3 separate regions of the Mus musculus genome follow, and regions 2 and 3 are each linked to region 1. A link is a contact called in public promoter capture Hi-C data. All regions are on one chromosome and are shown on one strand. The core of a region is the stretch at or near the end of the contact, and the rest is flanking DNA. Distances in the headings are between cores, read along the strand shown.

The links. Promoter capture Hi-C pulls out the DNA fragments that hold promoters and counts their contacts.
Region 2: a promoter capture Hi-C map of embryonic stem cells shows a contact between it and region 1, with 2.9 times the contacts expected there. The contact joins the promoter of Slc10a1 here to the enhancer-like site in region 1. A contact is called at or near these places in 5 of 39 promoter capture datasets (the 3T3-L1 cell line, the C10 cell line, cranial neural crest and 2 more) and 2 of 9 other capture datasets (embryonic stem cells and macrophages).
Region 3: a contact with region 1 is called in a promoter capture Hi-C map of embryonic stem cells, with 2.1 times the contacts expected there. The contact joins the promoter of Smoc1 here to the enhancer-like site in region 1. A contact is called at or near these places in 4 of 39 promoter capture datasets (the 3T3-L1 cell line, embryonic stem cells, hippocampal neurons and 1 more) and 5 of 115 datasets of contacts at active chromatin or transcription factors (T-cell acute lymphoblastic leukemia, embryonic hindbrain, embryonic stem cells and 2 more).

What each region holds. Positions count from the first base shown.
Region 1 is chr12:81,457,304-81,462,064 of GRCm38.p6, reverse strand. The region is part of intron 5 of Gm20498 (predicted gene 20498); the gene reads left to right. The region is part of intron 3 of Cox16 (cytochrome c oxidase assembly protein 16); the gene reads left to right. Among named protein-coding and RNA genes, the nearest start is that of Cox16, 25 kb to the left of the region's middle. Within about 2 kb of position 2,869, at least 2 of the 459 cell types and tissues checked have an H3K27ac peak or open chromatin away from gene starts, as enhancers often do. A contact at or near this core is called in embryonic stem cells, where this site is marked.
Region 2 is chr12:80,965,510-80,970,270 of GRCm38.p6, reverse strand. It overlaps Slc10a1 (solute carrier family 10 (sodium/bile acid cotransporter family), member 1), which reads left to right and starts at 2,192. Exons shown (of 4, transcript NM_011387.2): 1 at 2,192-2,682. The coding sequence starts at 2,327.
Region 3 is chr12:81,024,771-81,029,531 of GRCm38.p6, reverse strand. Smoc1 (SPARC related modular calcium binding 1) reads right to left here and starts at 2,724. Exons shown (of 13, transcript NM_022316.2): 1 at 2,374-2,724. The coding sequence starts at 2,469.

The sequences.
Region 1 (4,761 bases), core at 1,620-4,119:
GCAAGGTGAACCAATACCACACAGTGTCATCCACTGTCTGTTGGTTATATTTATACCCTTTCCAAACATCACATGTTTTCTCAAGTGTCTGCTTTAGCAAAACATTACATGGCTCCTTTTCAGGCAGCTTCCAGAAAAATATAATGTGTGTGTTCTCAGCAAAACATCTTCCTACATGTCTGCTTCACCAAAAAACATTTTCATAAGATCGTTTCCCCACCGGCCCCCCAAAAAATCACATGACACAACTGAATCTCCAAAGAAACCAAAGAATTTTACTTCATATCCCCCTTTCTGTTTAAAAACTTGCCTTTTAAAAACAATATTAATCTAGACACAATAGAAACAATAAGAACCATAAAACTAGAACTTTACATAACACCTTAAACAGCTTATGTATAGTCTAACAAAACAACCTTAAATTTCTATCAATATACAATAATTAAGCAAAACAACCTTAAATTTTTATTGATGTACAGTAATCCAGTAAAGCAACCTTAAATTTTATAGAACTATATGACTTACAAAAATTAAACTGAGATTAGGTAAATAATTTTAAAAGACAAGCAACGAGATTGATTAGAAAGAGAGGCCCATTGGTCTTGCAAACTTTAGATGCTTCAGTACAGGGGAACGCTAGGGCCAAGAAGTGGAAGTGGGTGGGTAGGGGAGTGGGGGTGGATGGTATGTGGGACTTTTGGGATAGCATTGGAAATGTAAATGAAGAAAATACCTAATAAAAAAATTAATTTTTTTGTCAATATACAACAATTAAACAAAATAACCTACCCTCCTAGATAATAATAACCATAACACATTAAATGACCAAAACCATCCACCCCAATGTAAGGGATCAGGACAATGGTTCTTTTCTATATAATTTCTGTTTGCTAAATTGGAGTGATTAGTTTTTGCTTGGAACCAGAGGGGGTGGGAATGGTTAGTTTTTAAAAAGCTAGCTGTAGCATTTATTGCCTAGTTTCTGCATTATTAGTCTGTCAAATCTCTGTGATTGATCATTTGGGCTAGCCATTTTGAAGTTGATTTGCATACATATTTTGGAGAAATTAGTAATTGAGACAGTCTGTGAGAGGAATTCACCTGGGCTGTTTGCTTTGTGAAGACGTTCATGTCTCAGCTGATAAGAGGTTTTACCTGGTCAGATCTAAATTTTAAAAGTTTTGTTGGTAACCATATTTTCTCATTCCCTCTAGATACACAAACATAACCATGTCCCATCTTAAAACTTGCAGGTTTCCACTCTAATGTCAGCACATCTTTATAGTATATTGTCTGGCTTAGTTCCTCAGTTTTGTTGTTGTTGTTTTGTTTTGTTTTTGATAACCCAGTCTTTCTCAGCTGCTGTTGCTCCTTTTTCACCAACATTAAGAAAATTTAGTTAACAAAGTTGTCTCTCCCTGTGGGTTTTTCTCTCCCTTTTTGTTTAATAAGCATCTCTTTTAAGGTAAGATTGGTTCTTTCTATAACTGCTTGTCCTGTGGTATTATGTGATAGTCCAGTAATCTGGTTTATATTGTAGTATGCAAAAAATTACTTCATCTTATTGGATACGTATGCAGGAGCATTGCCAGGTTTAATTTATACAGGTATCCCTATAATTGCCATTATTTCCTGTTGAGAGCTGTCCCGCGGCTCACATGGACTGGGGTTACTCCTGGGAGGCAAACTAGTGCAGAAAAGACAGAAACTAGGCAGTTGAAAGAAAAATGGAACCCAAGACAAGGTTCCTGATCAAAGCTCAAATGTTTAACAAAAATCTACGCTTATAAAGGGGGTAAACCCATCCCCTGCCACGCCAAGTTTCTTGATGTTGTGATGCCAAGTTGTCAGCACAGCCTTTTAGCAGTAAGTCGACAATTTCACAGGTTGCAGTTAACTCAGGAAAATCTAGGAGGACCTAGATTTTCAGCAGGTGGTAGGCAGTGTCACATCAAAGGAAACCAACTGAAGAGCTGCACTACAGGTGGCCCCGCCTCAGTGCCATAAGGTCTGAACCAGCCTGCTTTAGGCTGGAGGATGTTACAATTTCCAGTAAACCTGTAATTACACAGTCAGCCTTTTTCAGAACTTAGAGCACTTGCCCATTGAAACCTGAAGTATGTAAAATGGAAAACAACCATCTACCCAATGCTATTCTTTTGGTATCCCCTAGGGTTTTATCAGCAGGTAATAGAGTTTGATTATATAGAGAACATGTAGGAAATTTTTATTATTTTTCGGCTTGTTGTCAAGTGATGGAAATGTTTTAAACCGTTTTTTTAAAGAAAAACTTCTTAAAAATTAATGTTTTTCATGAAAATTGTAGGCTTATAACTTTTTTGTAATTGGTCACTTTTTTGAGCTAATGTACTGGGCAAACCTGTATGAGACCAAATATAAGTAATGTATAATAGATAGTTTTTACTTCAGATGGCTTGTTGTAATTGTATAAATAACAAAATTGTTTTTGAGTTATCAGGTACAAATTTAGTAATCTCTATATTGAAAAAATATAAAAGCAAAATTCTAGGCTTTTAGGCCCAGGCTTGGGAATGTGACCTCTGTAACTCAATGCTCCAAGGTATGCTAATCATAAAACAGATAGCGACATTCCTCCACCCACCTGCTTCCTGGGTTCAAAGAGTGTTCATTCAAAGAAAGTCACCCTGCCCCACCCAGACCATTGCTGGAACCCGCTATGCAAATGTGCTATTGTTAGGGGCTCTTAGAAACTGTCTTGAGAGATAACCCGAACAATTACCAGGTATTCTTTGTGACTCTTGTGACTTTGCACTTCTTTGTGACTCTTAACTGGTATCTTTGGTATTTTCCAACAAGCCCTCCCCACTTCCTTGAATTGTGGTTTCTTCCTTTAAATACCCCCTTACCCAGCTACTTGGGGCGCCAGGGTCCTCTACCCCTGCATGGTGTAGGACCATAGGCCCGAGAACGCTCTTGAATTAAAAGTCCTCTTGCAGTTTGCAGCAAGACCGTTTCTCGTGAGTGATTTGGGGTGTTGCCTCTCCTGAGTCAGAACGTGGGCGAGTCCTCACATTGTGGGTCTTTCAATATGAAGAATGACTCTTTTTGCATATAAACGATTAGTAATTATTTTAAGAGATTCAAGATAAATTAATAATACTTTAAGGAATGCATATAATTTTGATTTTTCAACTGATGTTTATGGACTTTTGATCACCTTGCTTATTTTATCTGATTTACAACCTGTCATCCCCATTTTGTTTGTATCACTATAAAATGTTGGTGCCTCTGGAATTGGTGTTTTCTTTTTTTTCTTTTTACAATATGTAGAAGAATTTAATTTGTTTTTAAAATACACTGTATACATTTGCTTTTTGAATATTTGTTAGTAATTTTACCCAAGTAGTTGCTACAAGCTCTTTGTCAATTTTTATTGATCACCCATAATGACATAATCTTATCATTTGTAAGAGGAACTAAAATTTTGGTTGGATTTGTTGCTGACAATTGTTCTAATTTTATTTTACTTTTATTTTTTAAAGTTTATTCTTTTAATTAGGTATTTTCTTCATTTACATTTCAAATGCTATCCCAAAAGTCCCCCAGACACCTCCCCCCCCCCCACTCCCCTGCCCACCCACTCCCACTTCTTGGCCCTGGCTTTCCCCTGTACTGAGGCATATAAAGTTTGCTAGACCAAAGGGCCTTTCTTCCCAATGATGGCTGACTAGGCCAACTTCTGATACATATGCAGCTAGAGACACGAGCTCAGGGGGTACTGGTTAGTTCATATTGTTTTTCCACCTATAGGGTTGCCGACCACTTTAGCTCCTTGGGTACTTTCTCTAGCTCCTCCATTGGGGGCTCAGCTCCATTAGCTGACTGTGAGCTTCCACTTCTGTGTTTGCCAGGCCCCGGCATACCTCACAAGAGACAGCTATATCAGGGTCTTTTCAGCAAAATATTGTTGGTGTATGCAATGGTGTCAGCGTTTGGAGGCTGATTATGGGATGGATCCCCAGATATGGCAGTCTCTAGATGGTCCATCCTTTCGTCTTAGATCCAAACTGTCTCTGTAACTCCTCCCATGGGTGTTTTGTTCCCAATTCTAAGAAGGGAGAAAGTGTCCACACTTTGGTCTTCGTTCTTATTGAGTTTCATATGTTTTGCAAATTGTATCTTGTATCTTGGGTATTCTAAGTTTCTGGGCTAATATCCACTTATCAGTGGGTACATATTGTGTGAGTTCTTTTGTGATTGGGTTACCTCACTCAGGATGATACCCTGCAGGTCCATCCATTTGTGTAGGAATTTCATAAATTCATTCTTTTTAATAACAGGATAGTACTCCATTGTGTAAATATACCACATCTTCTGTATCCATTCCTCTGTTGAGGGGCATCTGGGTTCTTTCCAGCTTCTGGCTATTATAAATAAGACTGCTATGAACATAGTGGAGCATGTGTCCTTCTTACCAGTTGGAACATCTTCTGGATATATACCCAGGAAAGTTATTGCAGGATCCTCTGGTAGTACTATGTCCAATTTTCTGAGGTACTGCCAGACTGACTTCCAGAGTTGTTGTACAAGCTTGCAATCCCACCAACAATGGAGGAGTGTTTCTCTTTCTCCACATCCTTGCCAGCATCTGCTGTCACCTGAATTTTTTATCTTAGCCATTCTGACTGGTGTGAGGTGGAATCTCAGGGTTGTTTTGATTTGCATTTCTCTGATGATTAAGGATGTTGAACATTTTTTCAGGTGTTTCTCAGCCATTCG
Region 2 (4,761 bases), core at 943-3,442, 490 kb after region 1:
CCATTGGACACAGGCCCATGAGGGCAGAGGGAGCAGAAGCAGCAGGGAGCAGGGTTTGTACAGCCGAGAGAATGATGGAAACACTTCTAGGAGTCAGCTTCAGTGAGACAGTTTGTGGTGGTTTGAACATGCTTGGCCCAGGGAGAGGTGCTATTAGGAGGTGTGGCCTTGTTGGAGGAAGTGTGTCATTGTGGGCATGGGCTTTAAGACCCTCATCCTAGCTGCCTGGAAGCCAGTCTTCTCCTAGTGGCCTTCAGATGAAGAGATAGACAGACCTCTCAGCTCCTTCTGCACCATGCCTGCCTAGATGCTGCCATAATGGACTGACCCTCTGAACCTGTAAGCCAGCCCCAATTAAATACTGTCCTTATAAGAGTTGCCTCGGGGGCTGGAGAGATGGCTCAGCGGTTAAGAGCACTGACTGCTCTTCTGAAGGTCCTGAGTTCAAATCCCAGCAATGACATGGTGGCTCACAACCATCCATAATGAGATCTGGCTCCCTCTTCTAGAGTGTCTGAAGACAGCTACAGTGTATTTATAATAAATTAATAAATAAATAAATAAACGTTTTTTTTAAAAAAAAGATTTGCCTCAGTCTGGCTGGAGAGATGGCTCAGTGGTTAAGCATACTGACTGCGCTTCCAGAGGAGGTCAATTCCCAGCAACCACACGGTGGCTCACAACCATCTATAATGGGTTCCGATGCCCTCTTCTGGTGTGTCTGCAGACAGCTATAGTGTACTCATATACATAAAATAAATAAGAAAATCTTTTTTTAAAAAAAGTGTTCTTTGCCTTGGTCATGGTGGGGAAACTACACCTAACAGACCCGCTCAGTCTCATAGTTGAGGTGAGTCGGGGGAGTTCAGCTCAGGATGGCCATACCTGCCTCTCTAATGCTGCTGATGTTGCATGCCTCCCACCTGGTTTCCATCATGAGACCCACAGGCCCAACATGCAAAATAGAGCCATTGGGAGTGCAGTAAGAAAAGGCCACTCATCTGCAATGCCTAAAATTAACCTGCACACCCCACCTGCCCACAAACCTGGTAACTTCCTAGAATGCTATAAGCTGTCATTCTTGAAAAATAACAATGCCTCTTGGGAAAGTGGTTTATAGATTAGTCTTTGTTTGTTTGTTTGTTTGTTTGTTTTTGGTTTTTTGTTTTGTTTTTTTCGAGACAGGGTTTCTCTGTATAGCCCTGGCTATCCTGGAACTCACTCTGTAGACCAGGCTGGCCTCGAACTCAGAAATCTGCCTGCCTCTTCCTCCCAAGTGCTAGGATTAAAGGCGTGTGGCACCACCGCCTGGCATAGATTAGTCTTTAGAAACCCCCGCTACATGTCTGTCTCAGGGCACTTAGCTGAAACATTTCAGGAACTGGTTCTGACCAAAGTCTACCCCTTGGCTGGTATTTAATATTTAATAGAGCTTGCTTTATATATGGCCAAAAAATAGTGGAATTATTTTTTTTACCTGGTGCATCTCAAGCTTGCTACAACCTCACTTCCTTCTCTGAAGTCTCTCAAGTTATGGATACCTCAGGCACCAGCTAGTTACTCTCCACAGCTGGAGTTTCTCGTGAGCTGGGCTTTGGATAATCTCCAGGCTTCCAAGAGCCCAACGTACCCCAGAAAGTTTTTTCCCCTCTGGAGATAAGTAAGTCTTTCAGGGATTCATGGTGCCACCCCCCAACCAACCCCAACCCCCACAGGACACGTATGGTCTAGATATGGGCACAAAGCAAGGTCTCAGAGGAGGACAGTCATGGACACAGCCTCTCCTGAAGACAGCAACACCACATCGCCCCCCCATCCTGTCCCATGGCCCTCTGGCCTTTGCCACTTAGATGAGGAAGGCAAAGGCAGAAACAGTCTCTTTCTCTCGGGAACAAATGGTGACTCACTGAGGATAGGGAAGGCACCTTTTCCCAGGAAACAACCTGAGGTCTCCGAGACTGAGCTAGAAGCAGGAACTAAAGGGAAAGGTGGACATGTTTTGTTGCAGGTCCTGGATGGGTCTCAGAGACGCTATAGTGAAGCATGCTCAGCAGGGTAAAGAATGAACCCTGTGCTGGGTACGAGCTCCACTCGGCAGGCACAGAGGTCAGAAAACTTAAGCAAAGTAGGGGATCCGGGGAGATGAGGTTATGGGCTGTCTTATAACCACAACCGTGGTTCTGCAGGTTGCATAATCTTTTATTTGCCCACAGCTACATTTTGTCCAGAAACTCTGTCCTGAAAGAGGACTGAAGAAAACATCCAGCCAGCACTGGGCAAGGAAGGGCAGGAGCAGAGAGTGAGGTGGTGTTCACTGGGTCGGAGGATGGAGGCGCACAACGTATCAGCCCCCTTCAATTTCTCCCTGCCGCCTGGCTTTGGCCACCGGGCCACAGACACTGCGCTCAGCGTCATTCTGGTAGTTATGTTGCTGCTCATCATGCTCTCGCTTGGCTGCACCATGGAGTTCAGCAAGATCAAGGCTCACTTCTGGAAGCCCAAAGGGGTGATCATCGCCATAGTGGCCCAGTACGGTATCATGCCCCTCAGTGCTTTCCTTCTGGGCAAGGTCTTTCATCTGACCAGCATTGAGGCTCTGGCCATCCTCATCTGCGGCTGCTCTCCTGGGGGGAACCTGTCTAACCTCTTCACCCTGGCCATGAAGGGGGACATGAACCTCAGGTAGGACCGAGGGTTAAGAGGAAAGGGTGTGGGATGGGGTGCTGCCGAGATGTCATGATCTAGAGAAGATCTAGGCTGGAGCCAGGAGCGGGGAGGGACGTAGGAGCTGGATTAAGTTTGGCATTGATTGTCAAAGGTTTATGCTAAATTGGGGCAGCCTCTGGAATCTCTTTGGTTTAAATCCCAGGGGGAAAAAAAAAACATTAAGCTGGTCCAGAGGTATGTTAGACACCCCTGAACTCCCAGAAGTCTCTACAGGATCACTGTAAAGGAGAATAGATTTCGATGAAAGAGTTCCTCAGAACCACAGTCATCTGACTGGCAGGGTGTCAGCTCTGAGGCTGAAAATCTAGCAAGGGTATAATGGGTCCAGAACATTCCAGGAAGGCCAAGGTGACTTGGAACCAAACGAGCATCTTAAATTTCCTGCAGAGAAGAGACTCCAAAGGCTCTTCTCCAGTATCTGGGCATCCAAGGTATCTGCTAAGACCCTTTACCGAGTTGTCAGATGTGGTGAGATTGCCAACCAAAGAAACTTTATGTAGAATTGAGGCCCCAGCGATTGCCCAGGTTAGGCTGGGCTCCACTCAGTCTAACAAGAAGGGAGAAGGCTAAGACCAGCCTGAGCAGCCAGGTGGTGGTGGTGCATGCCTTTAATCCCAGCACTTGGGAGGCAGAGGCAGGTGGATTTCTGAGTTGAGGCCAGCCTGGTCTACAAAGTGAGTTCCAGGACAGTCAGGACTATACAGTAAAACCCTGTCTCAAAAAACCAAAAAAAAAAAAAAAAAAGACCAGCCTGAGCCTAGAGCATCCTGATCAGGTAGCACTCGTGAAGCGCCAGACTCCTTGGGCTTGGTGGAATATCTGTCCTTCACACAGCTGTGACTGTGGCAGTGAATGTCAAGGAGAGGGGCCCCTCTCAGCCTGCTCGGGCAGTGCACAGCATGGGTGAACTCACTCCAGACACAAAGCCAGTCTCCTCTAGGCCTGATTCTCAGTGGAGTTGTTCAGTGTCAAGTAGAGAAGGGACCGCAAAGGGAGCATACCTTGCCTGTGCCTAAACTTTACAAAGAAAACTTACCTAGAAGCCTCTCCTGGTGAGGCAAAACAGCAGGAGGGCAACTGGAAGGAGGGGCAAGGCATTAGTCATGCTGTCCTGTAAGCAAGGTTGGTCGCACCTTATACGTCCCAAGATGTTAAACCTCAGCTCTGGTGCAGGACTATGTAGTCACATTAGTCAGAAAGGGGGCACGGTGGGGAATCTGGGGATCTGTGGAAGCAGCCGATGGAACTGTGTGACCCAGTCTCTTCCTCCTAAGCAAACTTATCGTTCTCATACACATTAACCATGCCCCGATCCACCTGGCTGAGCGGGAATAATTATCATGTCCAGACAGACTTTGAATCCCTGTTGTCCTGAAAAGTGACTACATGCATTATTACAGCAATGACAGCAAAGCTAAGGACCTTCACTAAACAAACATTCTTTTCAACAAAGTCAATCTTTAAACTTACATTTTTTTTTAAATGTGTACGGGTATTTTGTATGCATGTATGTCTCTGTGTACGACGTGTGTGCCTAGTGCCCAAGGGAGACAGAAGAGGGCACTGGATCCCCCTAGAACTAGAGTTACAGTTCTAGTAAGTTCTGTAAGCAGCTATGTGGGTGCTAGGAATCAAACCCATCTGTCAGAGCAGCTAGTATTCTTCTCTCTCTCTCTTTCTCTCTCTCTCTCTCTCTCTCTCTCTCTCTCTCTCTCTCTCTCTCTCTCTCTCTCTCTCTCTCTTTGGTTTTTCGAGAGAGGTTTCTCTGTATAGCCCTGGCTGTCCTGGAACTCACTTTGTAGACCAGGCTAGCCTTGAACTCAGAAATCCACCTGCCTCTGCTTCCCAAGTGTTGGGATTAAATTCGTGTGCCACCACCACCCAGCAATTTTATTTTCTTAATACTCTTGTTGCCCACTGTATACATCCTGCACTGGTCCTTGTTTCGGCGGCTGACATGAAGGGGTACATACAGAAGGGAGTGCCATAAATGACCACATTCACAGATAAGGAAAGTCCTAGGGCTTAACACTT
Region 3 (4,761 bases), core at 1,475-3,974, 430 kb after region 1:
AGAGAGAGATAGATAGATATACACACATACACATACTATGTGGGATTCAAACAAGACAGTCAGCCCCATGTTTTACTTCCCTATCCCCAAAATTAGCCTTAAAAAGCTGCCTTTCTTGTTCATAAGAGATTGTATAAAAGGCCAAGCCCAAATGTTCATAAATAAATGCAACCAGATAACCACATGCATAAGAGAGCTCCTTTCTGGCGGGAAAGATGTCTCAGTAGTTAGAAGCACTTGATACTCTCTCATAGGACCCAAGTTCAGGTCTGTGAACCCATATGAGGCAGCTTGCAACCCCCAATTCCAGAGGATCTGACACCTCTAGCCTCTGAGGGGACTTACATTCACATCCCTATAGTCATCTACAGATATAGATATATATATATATATATATATATATATATAGTTATAGTTATAGTTATAGTTATATATATAGTTATGTGTGTGTATATATATATATATATACACACACATAACTAAAGATAGTAAATCTTTTTTAAAAGAGCAGTGTTAATTAATGTGTGTGAGTGTGAGAGAGAGACAGACAGACAGACAGAGACAGAGAGCAAGCTAAGACATAAGCAAGCCTATTTACAGGTACTGCTTATCTTCCACCACTTTTTGTCAAATTAATAAACTGAAGAAGTTGTCAGAAAGCTTAGAGTTTGTTTCCCCTAAAGTCCAAGCTTTCTCCTAAAAGCTGCTTTCTCCAGTTCCAGGAGGTAAGGAAGGAAAGCCATATGGCTTGGGATGTTAGACACGCCCGGCAGCAAGCAATGCCCCCACCATTTGTCGGAGGGCCTCTCTCCTTTCGACCCTCCTGTGGGCGGGCATCCAGATTGCAGTCGGGGTGCTCTGGTCTGCATCTTTGTCTTGACTGTTCCTAATTATTGGAGGGAACACCATGGCTCTCTCTTGCCTGACCTCAGAATTTAAGAGCTTCGAGTCCCCATATCAAACCATCAGCTTCATTTAAAAGGCATCCTCATCTGCATCCATAAAACCGCTCCTGGAGCCCCAACTTGCCCTAGCTTTGGGAATGCTGTCGAGGATTTATGACACACCCTGGATCTAATCTGCCGCCTTTAGCCGCTGCTGTTGCACATCTGGGCCATAAAAGCACGGGCCGGCCCGACACGGGGACAAACACTTTTCTTTCCTAAGTGGCTGCAAATCTGATCTCCCAGTGATAGGTGGGCTCGGATGTGAGCAGCTCAGCATCTGGGTAGCCATTAAGTTAAGTCAGGTTTTGCAAAGCTTTTCCTCCATACACTGCAGCTATAAAGATGATTCCCGGGTAGCAAAGGCCAGGAATAAAGAAGCTGCTATGGGAACAGGTGGTAATGGGGCTAGCCATCCAGGAAATGGGGCCAGAGGATATCCAGGGAAGAAAGCACAATTTGGTGGAGAAGCCAACTTCATTTGCTCAGAAGTCAAATCCTTGCTATTTTCCCAGAGAGATTCTCGCAGAATGGGAGCGGGCAAGCTGCTACCCAGAGGTCCGGCTTCTGATCTTACTGACCCTGATCCTTGCCCAGAGACTGCCTCCCTTACGTGTTGCCAAAGGAACCTCTAGGTGGTTTAACAAATACATTTTTAAGGCAGTGAAATTCTTTATTAGACCATTAGGAGGGAGCAGGGAGAACAATAATCTAGACCAGAAATGAGCACGGTGCTGCTGGTTCCCGTTTTTTTTACAATGCCCTGGACAACCCGTCCTGTGCACAGAATTGGCACATTTCGTGTGGTTCAGAAACTCCAATCAGATCAAGGTTCAACCGATCCAACCCAGGGGAGAAGTTCTTCCGAACTTCTCCACGGCTCCCTACCCCTGCCACTCCTCCAGGGCCAGGCCAGCAGGAGGGGGGCATTAAAATTATCTGCTGTGGGTTTTACGAGCAGCGATTGCTTTTTAAAACAACAACAACACAAGGTCCTTGTGTGGCTCGCGGGTAACCTAAAACTCTCTAGGCAGAGTGCCCCCCCCCGCCCCTTCTACACACACACACACACACACACACACACCCTCTGCCTGCCAAGAAAGCCAGCTCGAGGGACTGGTGCAGCGACAACATAGGGAAACTCTGCTCCAGCCAAGGCCGAGATCCCACCGACCTAGGAGGCCCAGGAGAAAAACCTCAGGAGAAGTTCGAGAAAGAAAACCCACCGGTGACAGGTCGTGGGGAGTCAGTGCTACAAGAAAAGGCGGGGAAGGAGGGGGGCAATGAAATTTTATTTCAGCAACTTCTCCAAGAGGCCTGCAAGGGACTAGACGGTAAAGTCGAGGACAAGGTCTGACACCTCCCTTCCCCCTCCTGTAGATGAGCGGCCAAGCGCAGGTGGGCGCGCGCAGCTGGGAGACGCACTTACCCTGGGGCCGGTGGTGCGGTGGCCGCCGGCCGGGGACAGCTGCACCAACACGAGCAGCAAGTGGGGCGTGAGCAGACGGACGCGCGCGGGCAGCATGGTGCCAGCGGAGCCGGGCAGCCACGAGCGGGCAGCGGGCAGGGGGGCTCAGGCTAGCTTCAAAGCACTTGGGGAGGTGGGGACCCTTGCAGCAGCTGGGAGTGGCCGAAGAGCCAGCGGCAGGGGCTGGAGGAGCCTGCGCCCGGGGTCACGGTCATGAACGGCGGAGGCCCGGAGCTGGAGTGCGAGCGTGTGCTCTGCGCGTGGCGCCTGCTGCGCTCGGCGTGGCCGCGGCGACAGCAGGTTGGATGCGGGAGCTCGGGCCATGGGAATTCCCGTTATAAACCCCGGGAGGGGAGGGGCGGGGCCCGGAGAGGCTGACTGACGGGTCGAGAGGCCTGTAGCAGCCGACCCTCCGGCAGGTGGAAGCCAATGGGAGAGAGATGAGAGGGGCGGTTCGTGGTCAGTACCCCACCCCACCCCCACCCCCACCCCCACCCCCACCCCCACCCCCCACCCCCCCAGGAGCTACACTGGCTTCCCGGCCACAGTGGGCTCCAGCAGAGGCTGGGATAAAGAGTAACTTTTTCTCAGCAAGTCCTCGCTGGGAACCTCCGCGCGCTCCAGCAGCCTCAGTCCCTCCTGAATGGTCACCTGGATAGTAAAGAAGCCTTACACACTTATCGTGTGTTAGTTCTTAGGCTTGAGTTGTCGCAACAGCTCCATGAAGCAGGCAGGGAAAATAGCTCCAAATGACCCAAAGTCCTTGAGAAATGTTTCCCGGAGGCCGCAAAATCAAGGGCAACCTGGGGAACCACCAGGTGCGGCCCACAGAGTGAGCTGCGACCTACGGGAAGAGGTATTCATTTATTTCAAAAAGAAAAAAAAAATCTCCTTACGGGTGACACCCAAGTTCCACAGCGGCTGCCTGAGATAATTCTGACGGAGGCGAACCGAAGCAGCCTAAGGTGGGTCCCCCGAGGGTCCAGTAAACTACCCCTATGGCCCTATGGTCCATGTGACCTGCGGTCAGAACCCGGGCATCTTGGCTAATCAGTCTGAACTTAAAGAACACAGGAGCAGCTTCTCTGTGGCCTAACAACGCTGGGGCGGAGGCCGGGGAGGAGAGGGCAGTCCCAGGAATCCTGGTCCCATATTGGGAGGAGGAAAGTTATGAATGGAGGAGATGGAGGAGTGTTCTGTGAGCACAGATATCCTAGAGACCTCCAAGGAGCAATTTCCTGGGAGCCCAAGCCTGGATTGTATAGGTCAGCTCTAAGCAGGCCTATCAGGTGCTAGAGCTCTTTCCATAGTGGTCCAAGAGGCCACCCTGAAAATGGTAACAGCTACATCGCATCACACACACTCACTTCAACCCAACAAAGTGTCTGCTGCCTTCCCCGCAAGAGACCCGTGATTATCTCCAAAAGTGGAACACAACTCTTCGTGCTTGATTTCCACCGGTCCAGGCCCGTCCCTTCGTGAAGAAAGATCCATTTCTCTAACCAGATTGAAATAAAGCCCAGGTTTCACAGCTCCCTGACTGCCCTGAGAGGTCCTGACAAAGATTAGCTCTGCTCCCTTCCAGCTTCTCTTCTCGATTATAAGAGCAAGCTAACCCTAACCCCCATCTGGCTGCATACAGACAGCCTTCACCCTACAGCCAGCCAGTCTTCCTGAACAACAAACCAGAATGCACCACTCTCTGTTCAAGGGGCTTTGCACCTCCCCCATCAGCCTCAGACGGGAATGTCCAGGCAAGAATAAAGGGTTCTTCAAACTAAAATGAAGCACATTTCTAAAAAAAAAAAAAGTGTCATGTCTCTCCCACCTGGACTCAGTGGCTTGATCATATTTTAGAGCCAGAACCCACCACCACTGCCATGGGGGTGAAATTCCAGTTCTGCCATCTAGTGGTAAAACCTTGAACTCACTCTGTTTTCCCCCTCTGTAAAATGGGAGCAAAAAATGGCGTCCATGCCATGTGTGTCTATGTGTATGTTATTGCCAAGACTAAAGGAGATTAAAGTGAGTATAGCCCTTAAAATGGTATAGGAAGAAAACAAGCCAATACTTCATAGTACTTTGTGCTCATGGAGTGAATATTTCTACTTTGCAAGCAGGTCAAAGGGCAATGCATGAGATCGACTTGTCTGATGGCCTCATCTGGTTAGTAGATGACCAAGCCAATTTCTAGACTAGGTTTTTTGGAGTCCTATTCTATCTCCATGGAGTCACATGGAGTCTCCCGCCTCTGTGTCACTGGGAATTTCTCTGGAGACTCGTCTTCACGAAGCATCATGCAGCAAAGGTCAGGCCTTCCTGAAACATCCCTTGTGATGAGGAATACTG